Regions from separate parts of the Canis lupus genome. Here region 2 is linked to region 1. Evidence: chromatin contacts called from public Hi-C data. All regions are on one chromosome and are shown on one strand. Each heading gives the region's core, a stretch centred on a gene start, on an enhancer-like site or on the middle of the called end of the contact. The rest is flanking DNA. Distances are from core to core; before and after follow the strand shown. Region 1 holds the start of BOLA3 (bolA-like protein 3). Region 2 holds the start of LOC100684058 (STAM-binding protein).

What was found. A called contact is a pair of places that touch in the nucleus more often than the background predicts.
Region 2: a Hi-C map of blood shows a contact between it and region 1, with 5 times the contacts expected there. The contact joins the promoter of LOC100684058 here to the promoter of BOLA3 in region 1. A contact is called at or near these places in 3 of 9 Hi-C or Micro-C datasets (amygdala and blood).

What each region holds. Positions count from the first base shown.
Region 1 is chr17:49,440,289-49,445,734 of UU_Cfam_GSD_1.0, forward strand. It overlaps BOLA3 (bolA-like protein 3), which reads left to right and starts at 2,004. Exons shown (of 4, transcript XM_038561735.1): 1 at 2,004-2,088; 2 at 4,429-4,552. The coding sequence starts at 2,035.
Region 2 is chr17:49,723,470-49,728,915 of UU_Cfam_GSD_1.0, forward strand. LOC100684058 (STAM-binding protein) reads right to left here and starts at 2,362. Exons shown (of 10, transcript XM_038561739.1): 1 at 2,280-2,362; 2 at 217-434. The coding sequence starts at 419.

The DNA.
Region 1 (5,446 bases), core at 754-3,253:
AGTGTCAAACATCTGTCTCTAGCTCCTTCTTCTGTATCTACTCCATTTACAAACTGGGTGCCATGCACGATTGTAAAGATTGTAAAGATGGCAGCCTCTCTAACAGTAAAGATGTAGGCTCTCTAACAGTTTAGCAACTCAGTGGTAAAGGGCCATCTCTAGTTTTGTCTCTAGACCAGCTCTCAATGGGCTGGCTCGGATCATGTGACCAACCCAAACCAATCCGTGACTGATTGGCCAGCCCCGGGTCATGGGACCACTCCTGAAGCTGGGGATAGGTCGACCTCATCTGAGCCACCTGGTCTGAGGAGCAAAGGGGGTTCACTACATAACCCGGGGGAAAAAAATATTTGTGGTAGTTTTAATTACAACAGTGAAGAAAAATTTAAAGTTAGCAGGTTATCTCTAATCCCACACCAACCCTGATGTTTAAGAAATCAAGCAAAAGATGTAAGAAGTTATTGGAGTAATCCAAAGGAGAAATTATGAGACCCCAAACACAGAAGTCACTCCATTAATACTGGAATGAATTAAGCATGGATTCAGGTGATCACTTTCAAGAGCAACTGTTCGGTCTGTCCCACTTATCCAAATGCAACACCGTGAACTTGGGCGTAGGCTGGACAAGTACTGGTGAAGCCTGCGGGGCATACCCGACCCCATGCCGCAAAAATACACTGCTAGTGAGAGAAAGGGCTTGGTCCGGTTTTGGCTCTGACGTCTGTCTGAATTACTCTAGAGGTGGGGCAGGTTTGCTGGATAATCTTACCCGTCCTGAAGGAGGCAGCTTCCACTACATTCGCAGGACTCCAAGGTGGGTGGCTCCAGCCTACTTTTCTGCTGGGCCATGTCCTCCTGCAGGGACCTTAAACCCAGGCACATCCAAACCTGAGTTTGTCGGGGCACCTGGGTGGCTCTGCGGTTGAGCATCTGCCTTCCACTCAGGCCTTGATCCCGGGGTCCTGGGATCCAGTCCCACATTGGGCCTGCTTCTCCCTCTGCCTGTGTCTCTGCCTCTCTCTGTGTCTCTCGTGAATAAATACATAAAATCTTAACAACAACAACAACAACAAACCCCCCACCAAAAAACAAAATCTGAGTTTGTCGGTCCCCTTCACCCACCGCACTGTCCAAGCCAGGCTCCTTTCTCACCCTGGCCTCCGGATCCATTCACTCCATTCCCTTCCCCTCCCAAGTTTCCAAACCCAGTCCCCCATCCTGCTGCCCCAGCTCTGGTGGAGGCTTCACATCTCACCCAGACCTTCGTGGTAGCCTCAGAACTTCTGTCCCCGTCTCCAATGTCAGTTCCCCCCAACAGCCCCTCCTCTTCGCAGGAGCCCGAACGATCTTTCTAAAACGCAAACCTGGGGATCCCTGGGTGGCTCAGCGGTTTAGCGCCTGCCTTTGGCCTCGGGCGTGATCCTGGAGTCCCGGGATCGAGTCCCACATCAGGCTTCCTGCATGGAGCCTGCTTCTCCCTCTGCCTGTGTCTCTGCCTCTTTCTCCCTCTATGTCTATCATGAATAAATAAATAAAATCTTAAATATATATATATATATATATATATATATATATATATATATAAATTCATTAAAATAAAATAAAATAAAACGCAAACCTGAGAACGACGCCGCTCTTCATGTCCCTCCACGCCTCCCCTGTTCTGGAGGGAGAAACCCCCACTCCCCAGTTGGGAAGCCAGGTTGCGGGCGGTGGGGATGGAAGGGAGCTGTCCTACCTCGGGCCCGAGGGGCAGTGCGAGGACCTCGGCGTCTGCGGGCTGGGCAAGAAGGGCGCGCTGCTGGGGCGGCCCCGCGGCGTCCGGAGGCTCTCCGCGCCGGGAAGGGCCTGGAGCTCGCCGAGCAGCAGGTTCCGCGCAGGCATCCCCGCGGCGAGGGCCGGGCCGGGCCGGTCGGGGCGGCTCGCGGCCTCCGGGCGGCAGGGGGCGGCCTCGCCCGCGGCGGCTCCCGGGCCCCGGCCCCGCGCCTCTCGGGGGACGCGGCGACCTCGGGCGGCGGGCCGCGTCGGCCGGGCATGGCGGCGTGGAGCCCGGCCGCGGCGGGGCCGCTGCTCCGCGGGATCCGCGGGGTGAGCGCGGGCGGGCCGGGCTGCTGCTCCCGGGCGGGAGGCGCGGCGGGGCCTCGGGGCCGGGCTCCCGGAGAGCGCGGCGCAGGGCCCGGGGCCGGCCCTCCCTGCCTCCCTCCCTGCCTCCCTCCCGTCCACTCCTGGTGGGTTCGGCCCTGCAGGGGAGGGGGCCCGGCCCGGGCAGCGGAGAAACGTCAGGGCCCCGCGCGCGCTGGCGGAGCTCCGAGCCTGGGCGGGGGGGGGGGTCGGGGGTCGGGGCCTGGGGGGGCGAGGGGGACAGACAGAAACCGTCGCCGTCCGGCGGGCGCGGAGCAAGCGGTGTCGACGCTCGGCGCCGGAGACCCCGCGGTCACCCCGAGTCCTGGCCGGGAGCCGGGGCGTGCGGGGCTCCGGGCATTGGGCAAGTCCTCCCGGCTCTGCGACCTGAACCTTCTCGGAGTCCCACGCGCCCGGAGTGGACGCCCAGCAGAGGGCACTCCCCGCGCGCTCTCCTCGGTTCTCTCCGTCTCTGACTCCCGCTCTCCTCCCTTCTTCCACTTGCCCTCACCTTCTTACTTCGCTCCGGCTGCTCTTGAACCTGCCTCCGCCAAGTGTAAAGAGCTGACAACTTTCAGCATTTAGGAGTTTTGTCAGTAGCTTGCTCGGGTAAAGGCCGCTGCCTCCAAATTGGCTCAAATGGAGGGACGACCTCCCAAGGACTCGGCAATGCTAAGCACCCTCCCCCTTAGTGATTACTGCTCCCTGCTACCTGGTTACCCTCCGCCCTTGCCCCTGCCCCGAGTCTCTGTCCTCCAAAGAGGCTCCATCCCCTCCCCCTCCTCCAGCCCAATCTTAGCCAGGCCCACAACATCAAGTTCCTGTCCTTCCACACAGCACTCAGTCTCATTCCAGATCTTTCTTCTGACCTGCACTGCAACCGCCTGCTAGAATTGAGACTTCTTTGCAGGTGCCAGGGGGCGTGGCTGAATGAGGTGCACATTCTGCTCATTCATTTGTTCATTCTTTCATCCATCCTTCACCCAAGTCTCCTGGAGGGCCTGTCCTGGCCCAGCTTTGGAAGGCTGCAGTAAGAGGATAGATGCAGTCTGAACCTTCGAAACCAGCTGGTGAATAAGCCAGTGCACAGATCATTTTAAGGATGGCGCTTCGAGGGGCACCTGGGTTGCTCAGTCAGTTAAGAGCCTGACTCTTGATCTCAGGGTGATGAGTTCAAGCCCTGTGTTAGGCTCTGCGGTGGGTGTGGAGCCTACTTAAAAGAAGAAGAAAAAGGTCCTTTGAGATCTAACACAGCACCCTGCTCTAGGCCATCAGGAAAGGCCCGAGGACGGGACTGAAGGGTGAAGGGATGGTGCTTTCAGGACCAGCATCAGATATACAGCACTTGTGTCTCCCACCTGCCATCCCCCTCCAGTCTCAGGCCCTGTGCTGCTCCCTTTGTAATACTGGGCATTTTCCTGACTTTCCTGACTAGCTTCTAAAGACACTGTTTTGTGCAGGTTACTTTGGCACCAAGAGGCCTCAAACTCCATAACCTTTAGCCTGGCATTCAAGACCTGCCATGCTCTCTGTTCAGTCTCCCTTTCAGCATGTGCTCAACCCAGCCAAGAGGCTGCAGGCCCGGTTTTTTGTTCTTTCTACTATAAGAGTTGAGACATGTTCCCATCGGAAGCACTGGCTCCCTGTGGTATCCCCCAAGGGGCAGGGTGAGTGCTGTTGCCAAAGGTAAATAACCTAACAATGTTTCTCCTTTAGGTCATTTAATAGCATTTTGTTGCTTCTTCCCAATAAGAATTAGTACAGATCGCAAAGTGCACCTGGCTTAGTGAGCAACAGGCCACAAGGCCACATCCCACTGGAGGGTGTGAAATGTTCATCAGGCTGACAGGATAGGCCGCATTTGGTCCCAGCCAGGTGTGGGTGTGGGCACGCTGGCCTGGGGAGATGCGTCTGAGGCGCCCTGGCCAGCCTCTAGCTCTGCATCTCACTGATGGACCCACCCTAGCACTTGCCTTCATGCCCCCCTCCCTCGTTTCTTCACCTCTAAAGTTGATGTCATGGTGTCTCTCTCACTGCAGTACCCTGAGGAGTTCAAGGTCTCTTAAGTTTGTCTTGTCTCTGGAGTCAAAGTTGAGTCATTTCACTTCTCGGCTCCATTTACTCCCCAAAACGTTTGTTCTGTGTCCTGGGAGCTTCAGCGGACATCCGATGCCACACAGTCCCTCTGATACAGCCCATGGCCACGCTGGAGGCGGGGGCTGGGCCCCGGGGTGGGGGGTAAAGGCAGGTGGGGCCTGGGGGCGCCATCATCTTGCCCTGCCATGACTCTTCTCTGTTCTGCGGCAGCCTCCTCTTGTCCACTGTGCCCAGCGGATGTTTGCCTCGCAGACTGAGGGGGAGCTCAAAGTGACCCGGATTCTCAAAGAAAAGTTTCCTGGGGCTACAGCTATCAAAGTCACTGACATTTCAGGTGAGGTTTTTCTCTCCTTCCCACGGAGTTTGGTGGGATTGGGCCCTCTGCTGGGGGAGAGGCAGGGGGCTGGACAGAGCCAACTCGCCATCAGCGGCTTCTCAGTACGTGTGGCTTTTGGACAGATGGAATATGGCCTCTCCCAGCTGATGGCAGGGAGGTGGATGTGGAAGCATTAGAGGGAAACTGTGTGTGGGGATATGGCCCGGCTGGGAGGACTTCTGGTCGCTAGCCCGGTGCGATTCCAATGATCCCTCTAGTCACCCTGAGGTTCAGGTCCCGAGTCTTTAATTTGACTTGGAGATGAACATTAGTTTCTCCACATTCTTCTGACACCCTAGAATGTTAGAGCTAGAGCTGACCCCAGAAGGATTTTATCCTTTTGAAAGTAACTTTCTTCCTTTCCTCATGAGGAGCTGAGCCCAAAAAGGCCAAAGAACCCAGCCCCTCACAGGAAGGAGGTAGCAGAAGTGGAACCAGCACCAGGACATAGGGGGACGCAGGCAGACTCTGCTGAGTCCAGTTACCAGCCCCAGGCACCTCAGAAGTCCATGGGGGACTGCGTGTTAGGAAGAGGCTGGGGAGGCGAGTTCTGCACCCAGGCCAGGAGGACAGGGCCTTTGTCCAGACACACATGTAGAACAGCTTAGCAGGAAGGTGGGCATCTACCTGCATCTCTCCAGACCCAGACGTGTCTTTGCCACGAGGGCTCCCTGGCTTCTCTGAGAACATAACATCTGCAAGCATCAGGAGAAAGTCTAAAAAAGTACTTTTTATTTGAAACTACAGACAAATTAATCAATCCAAAGATCCACTGGCATGGGAGGTCAGGCAAGCCCTCTGGGGTGTTCCAGGGTGGTGCTGAGGCCTTGACGTTAGGAGTCCTATAGCTGC
Region 2 (5,446 bases), core at 1,112-3,611, 280 kb after region 1:
TCATGAAATCACTGAGTCATGAAAATAACACTTCCAGTACTCATGACTTTGAATGTCAAGGACAGTATGTAGGAGCTGCCTGCAAAAATGATTAATGCTAATGATGTTGTAAAGTTCTCTAGTTTTAGCAATTCTGAGCAGAATAAATGAGCACAAGAGCAGAATGAGTGAGACATCAGTCACTGGAATAGAAAAAGGAAATCGGGGGTGTCTTACGTGATATACTTGTTATAGAGGATGAAGGCATGTTCAATGTTGCCTTCCTCAGAGTAAATGGATGCCATTCGGATAATCTCGACTCCAGAGCGGAAGTACCGTCGGGGTGGAATGTCTTCATTTATCTCCACTGTGCTACCCATCTGGGACAGGGCTCTCACCCGGTCTTCGGGCGGAAGGCTCACATCTCCATGGTCAGACATCAGGACCAAGAAGTTCTGAGACAGAAAAAACAGGTGGTGTCAGTACCATGGTTCTCATCACCCCAGCACAGCCTAGCACACGGTATGGTTATCCCACAAACTTCTACCTTATGAAGAAATTAAGAGAAAAATACCACGCACTGTGGCTTGAATCAAATAAGGTCTCTTTCCCACAAGAAGGCTGAGACCCTCAAGAAGCCCATATCACAATGATAAAAGCATTGGCCAACTCAAAAGCCTACAATACCTGTGCCATAATTAGGTGGTACAGGGAGTAAAACTGAAATGGGGGTTCTCTTATACCTTTCATACTAATCATTCCCTATCATTAGATAGCTTTGCTCTCAGTATCATAAAAGGGTGAATGGCATCTTATATTTTTTGCATGATTTCTCCTACCAGCTACCCACTTCCATCTACCCAGTACTTGGCATAGTATATCAATGAACTTTCGTGAGGACTGTTAACTGATTTCAAGTTTGTTCATTTTTATTTAATGAGAATAACTTAACATTTTTCCGTGGTGTACTTTTTCATATCTGAGCACAAGGTAAGGGGAAATGGCCTGGAATGAATGCCCACAACCCTAGCTCTGTGCACTTAAACACTATTCCAGTCAATCCACAACATCATTCATTACGTCAGATTAAGGAATTTAGATGTAAAAAAACAAACAAAAAAACAAAAACAAAACCCTTACTTAAATCTATCTTCAAAGACTAAGCACTCTTCAAATAAAAAAGGGCACAAAGATAACTTAGGATGCAAAGATGGACCAGCAAAAAACCCAAGGGTTTTCCCTCCCTGGATTTCAAACTGCAGTAATTCTACAATCTTTCTCGATCTGTTAGATTCCAATTCCCAACCGGTATCAGTCTATATCATTTTCAAAAAGAATCTGGATATTCGTTACAGATTGAATTACAGCACACCCTAGCCAGCATGCTCTAGAATAAACAAACTATCGAAGAATATGTTTTGGAATTCAAAGCCCTATGTCAATTGACCCCATTTTGTATTTTTAGTCTTAAACTTGACTCCTTCCCAACAGAGATCTTTTGTTCTCTCAGAATTCTGACCTGCCCAGAAATCCTCACATGTGTTTAATCTGTCCATACACTATTTTTCTGTTTCCCACTCCGCGCCCTCCCTCAGAGAGGCTTCTCGTGGCCAGTTCTAGCTCGAGGTCACACTTCCCCCAAACTTCCTCTCCAAACACTCTCAAGAATGGTACAAAGGCTGTGCGGACGACCGGGGATGCAGAGGTATTCCATCTCCCCCAAGGCCGGTCTAGAGGCTCAGAAAGCCGCTAGCAACTCCAAAACCTTCCCAGCTGGCCTAATTCGTAAACTCGATCCAGAGCCCATTAAAGCTAACTGACGCTTGTGGTGCCTCAGTACCTCTGCGGAAGAGGATCTGCGGGGTCGAGAACGGAAGACCCTCCCAGGACCAGCAAGCGGTGCCCGGTGCTAGAAGGCTACGCACCCCTCCACCAAGAGCAGATGCGGCATCCCCAAAAAGGGGCAAAGGTGGCACAAGGGGCTGAGGAGTTAAGACCAAGAGGAGGTCAAAGGAAGTGGCAAGCGTGAGCGGAGGGCCCTCCTGACACCTGCTTGAGGCCCCCTTCTTGAAGGCCCTCAAGCCCAAGTTGCCAACCCAGGGCAAAATTATCCTGGTTTTCGGGTCTTCAGAGCGCGGCAGGCGGGGACGCGCCGGGCCTGGCTGGGACCGGAGCCGTCAGTGGGCTCGCGGCGCGGCGGGCCGGGCAGAGGGCGCGGGGAAGGACAAGGCTGCAGGCCCCACAGTCACCGCGGCCGCTCCCCTTCAGATTCCCACCACATTCCCGGGACCCTTCCCCACCTGTCCCCGCGGACGCCACTCCGAGCTTCCGGAAACGTCACATCCGGCGCCCGCGCCCGCGCCCGCGCCCGCGCCCGCGCCCGCGCCCGCGCCCGCGCCCGCGCCCGCGCCCGCGCCCGCGCCCGCGCCCGCGCCCGCGCCCGCGCCCGCGCCCGCGCCCGCGCCCGCGCCCGCGCCCGCGCCCGCGCCCGCGCCGCTCTACCCGTTTCACGCTCAAGAACACAGAGCCTGGGAAAGCGAGCTGGGGGGCGGGGCCAGAACCACCACCTGCGAAAAAACCAACCAATGAGGAGAGAGCTCGACGACGGCCATCTTGGTAAAGGAAGAGCAACAAGGAAGAAGGGGAAGCAAATAGTTAAAAGAACCAATAAGCAAGTTAACTTGTTATTAGAATTAATTTGGTTTGGGGTCGAGTTTCCTGCCAGGCAGCCCCTGTGCCACATCCACACAAATCCACAAATCAGGGATCCCTGGGTGGCGCAGAGGTTTGGCGCCTGCCTTTGGCCCAGGGCGTGATCCTGGAGACCTGGGATCGAATCCCACATCGGGCTCCCGGTGCATGGAGCCTGCTTCTCCCTCTGCCTGTGTCTCTGCGCCTCTCTCTCTCTCTGTGACTATCATAAATAAATAAAAATTAAAAAAAAAATCCACAAATCAACGTTCAAGAAGGGATTGGTGATGCAAGTAGCTGGCTAAAGTAACCAGGCTTTCTAAATTGGTGAAAGAAAAACTGAAAATTTCAGGGGTTTTTTGTGTTACTTCCTACACAAAATGGATAACCTCGGGTATTAGGCAATCGCTTTTATTGCCTAGAAAAGAACTTAAGAGTAACTTTTTAATGTTAGAACACCAATACAATTTATTAAAAATGAGTGTTTAATTTCTAAGGGCCACTGTGCAAAGCAATGTAGACACAAAGATCTGTATGACACAGTTCCTGCCCCTGCAGCCAGGACAGGAGGTTATTTACACCAAATACAAACAGTGGCATATTCTGTGTATGGGCGTGTGTATGTGTGAGTACATGCACAGCCTCTTTCCAAAAACGTCCTTCAAGCCTGCTACTCATTCTTTCTCAGGAGATTTTGTATATCACCACTCTGAAACTTTCTGCTCTCCGGGGATACTTTACCCACCAAATACGGAGACCCTCCCTCTAAGTTTGTTAATGTGATGACATGACCTATCCTTCACCATCTTGCTGAAAGCCTCTGCACTGGTTTTACCCCTTCCACTAGGTCAGCATCCAGATCTCTAATTTCTCTGACTTGCTGTTGTGTATCTGTCTCTAGGATTTTCCCAAAGGGATTCTATACGGTCATTGACTTTTCAGACTGACCGCTGAAAGCCCTTACCAGATTCTTTCTCCCCTACAAGCATAAATATGCATGTCAGTACAAGGATCCACTATCAATTCTCCTGGATCCTCTGCAGATCATTCCTGGGCAGCAGCAAATGACTCCTAAAAGGCCAAATTCTTACCTCAATATATAGCATCAGATTAGAGAGAAAATGCCCACATGGACTTTGTGGGGAAGCTAAAAACAAGGTACATATCAGCTGCCTCCTTGTTACTCCTATGGTGAATGACATAGCTAGAGGGGCAAGGCAATCTCGTTAGTATAGAAATGACATCCATTCTTACCTATTTCAATGCAATCTTACAACAGCAGATAATATTCTTTTTAAAACAAAAATCAGGTTCTATTGCTTCTGGGTTTAAAACCCTTCAATTACTTCCCATGACACTTGGAATTAAAAAATCCAAACTCGGGGCACCTGGGTGGCTCAGTGGTTGACCATCTGTCTTTGACTCAGGGCGTAATCCCGGGGTGCTGGGATTGAGTCCTGCATCGGGCTCCCCACAGGGAGCCTGCTTCCCCCTCTCTCTGAGTGTCTCTCATGAATAAATACATAAAATCTTAAAAAAAAAAAATCCAAACTCCCCACCCTGGCTTACAGAGTTACTTGACTCCTGCTGTCTCTTTGACTTCAAATCCTACTCTCTCTCTCTTGCTTACTAGTCTCCACCACACTGTCTGAACATCAGCTGTTCCAGTCTAGACATTTGCACAGCTGTTTCCTCTTCCTGAGATGCTCTTACTCTGGTCTTCACTTGGCTGGCTCTATCTTGTAATTCACACATCAGATTACATGTCACCTTCTCTGACCATACACTCTAGGTAGCCACTCAGTCACCCTCTATCACTCAGCCTTGTTTTAAATCTTCTCTTAGTCCTTACCACTGTCCCCTTTGTTCTTTTAGGATCTAGATTAATTATTGTCTTTCATTCCCCTGTAAAATATAATCTCCAGGAAGATAGGGGCTTTTTTTTTGCTTGCTCCCAGGTATATCCCCAGTACCTCGAGTAGCTTGGGATCCCAGAAGACACTCAATAAAGATTGTTGAATATTCAAATATTGTTAAAATAAATGCTGTCTCACTGTCCCCAAAATTAATTACAAAGATGCTAGCCAATTATGGTGATAGATGAAATGAACAATGAAAAATAGTGTCCATTATACTCTTAGATCAAGTCTTCTCTACAAGGCAGTTAAAGCTAGGAGCAGGAAGCCTCCATAACTAGACACCTTCATTAATTGAGCAAGTATTTATTAAATATGTATCATGTTCAGGACTCTATGTCAGGCAATGGGTCTACAATAATAACAAAGAAAAATTCAGTTTTCATTGTTTTAAGGCCCTCATGGATGAGAATTTAGAGTCATCCACAGGGAAAAAGGTTTTTAAAAGATGATTAAGTTTCTCAAGGGGATGCTAGTGAACTCCATGCCCTGAAACACTGAAACGGCCTATTTTGATAACTTCTTCTCTCTGTTTTCTGTTTTTTTTAGACTTTATTTATTCATGAGAGACACACAGAGAGAGGCAGATACATAGGCAGAGGCAGATGCGGGCTCCCTGTGAAAAGCCTGATACAGGACTCGATCCCTGGACTCCGGGATCACGACCTGAGCTAAAGGCAGACGCTCAACTGAGCTAAAGGCAGACGCTCAACTGCTGAGCCACCCAGGTGTCCCCGTTTTCTTCTTCTCTTTAAGAGTAAAAAAAAAAAAAAAAAAAAAAAAAAAGATGTTATTTATTTGACAGAGAGAGAGAGAGAGAGCACAAGCAGGGGGAGCTGCAAAGGGAAAGGGAGAAGCAG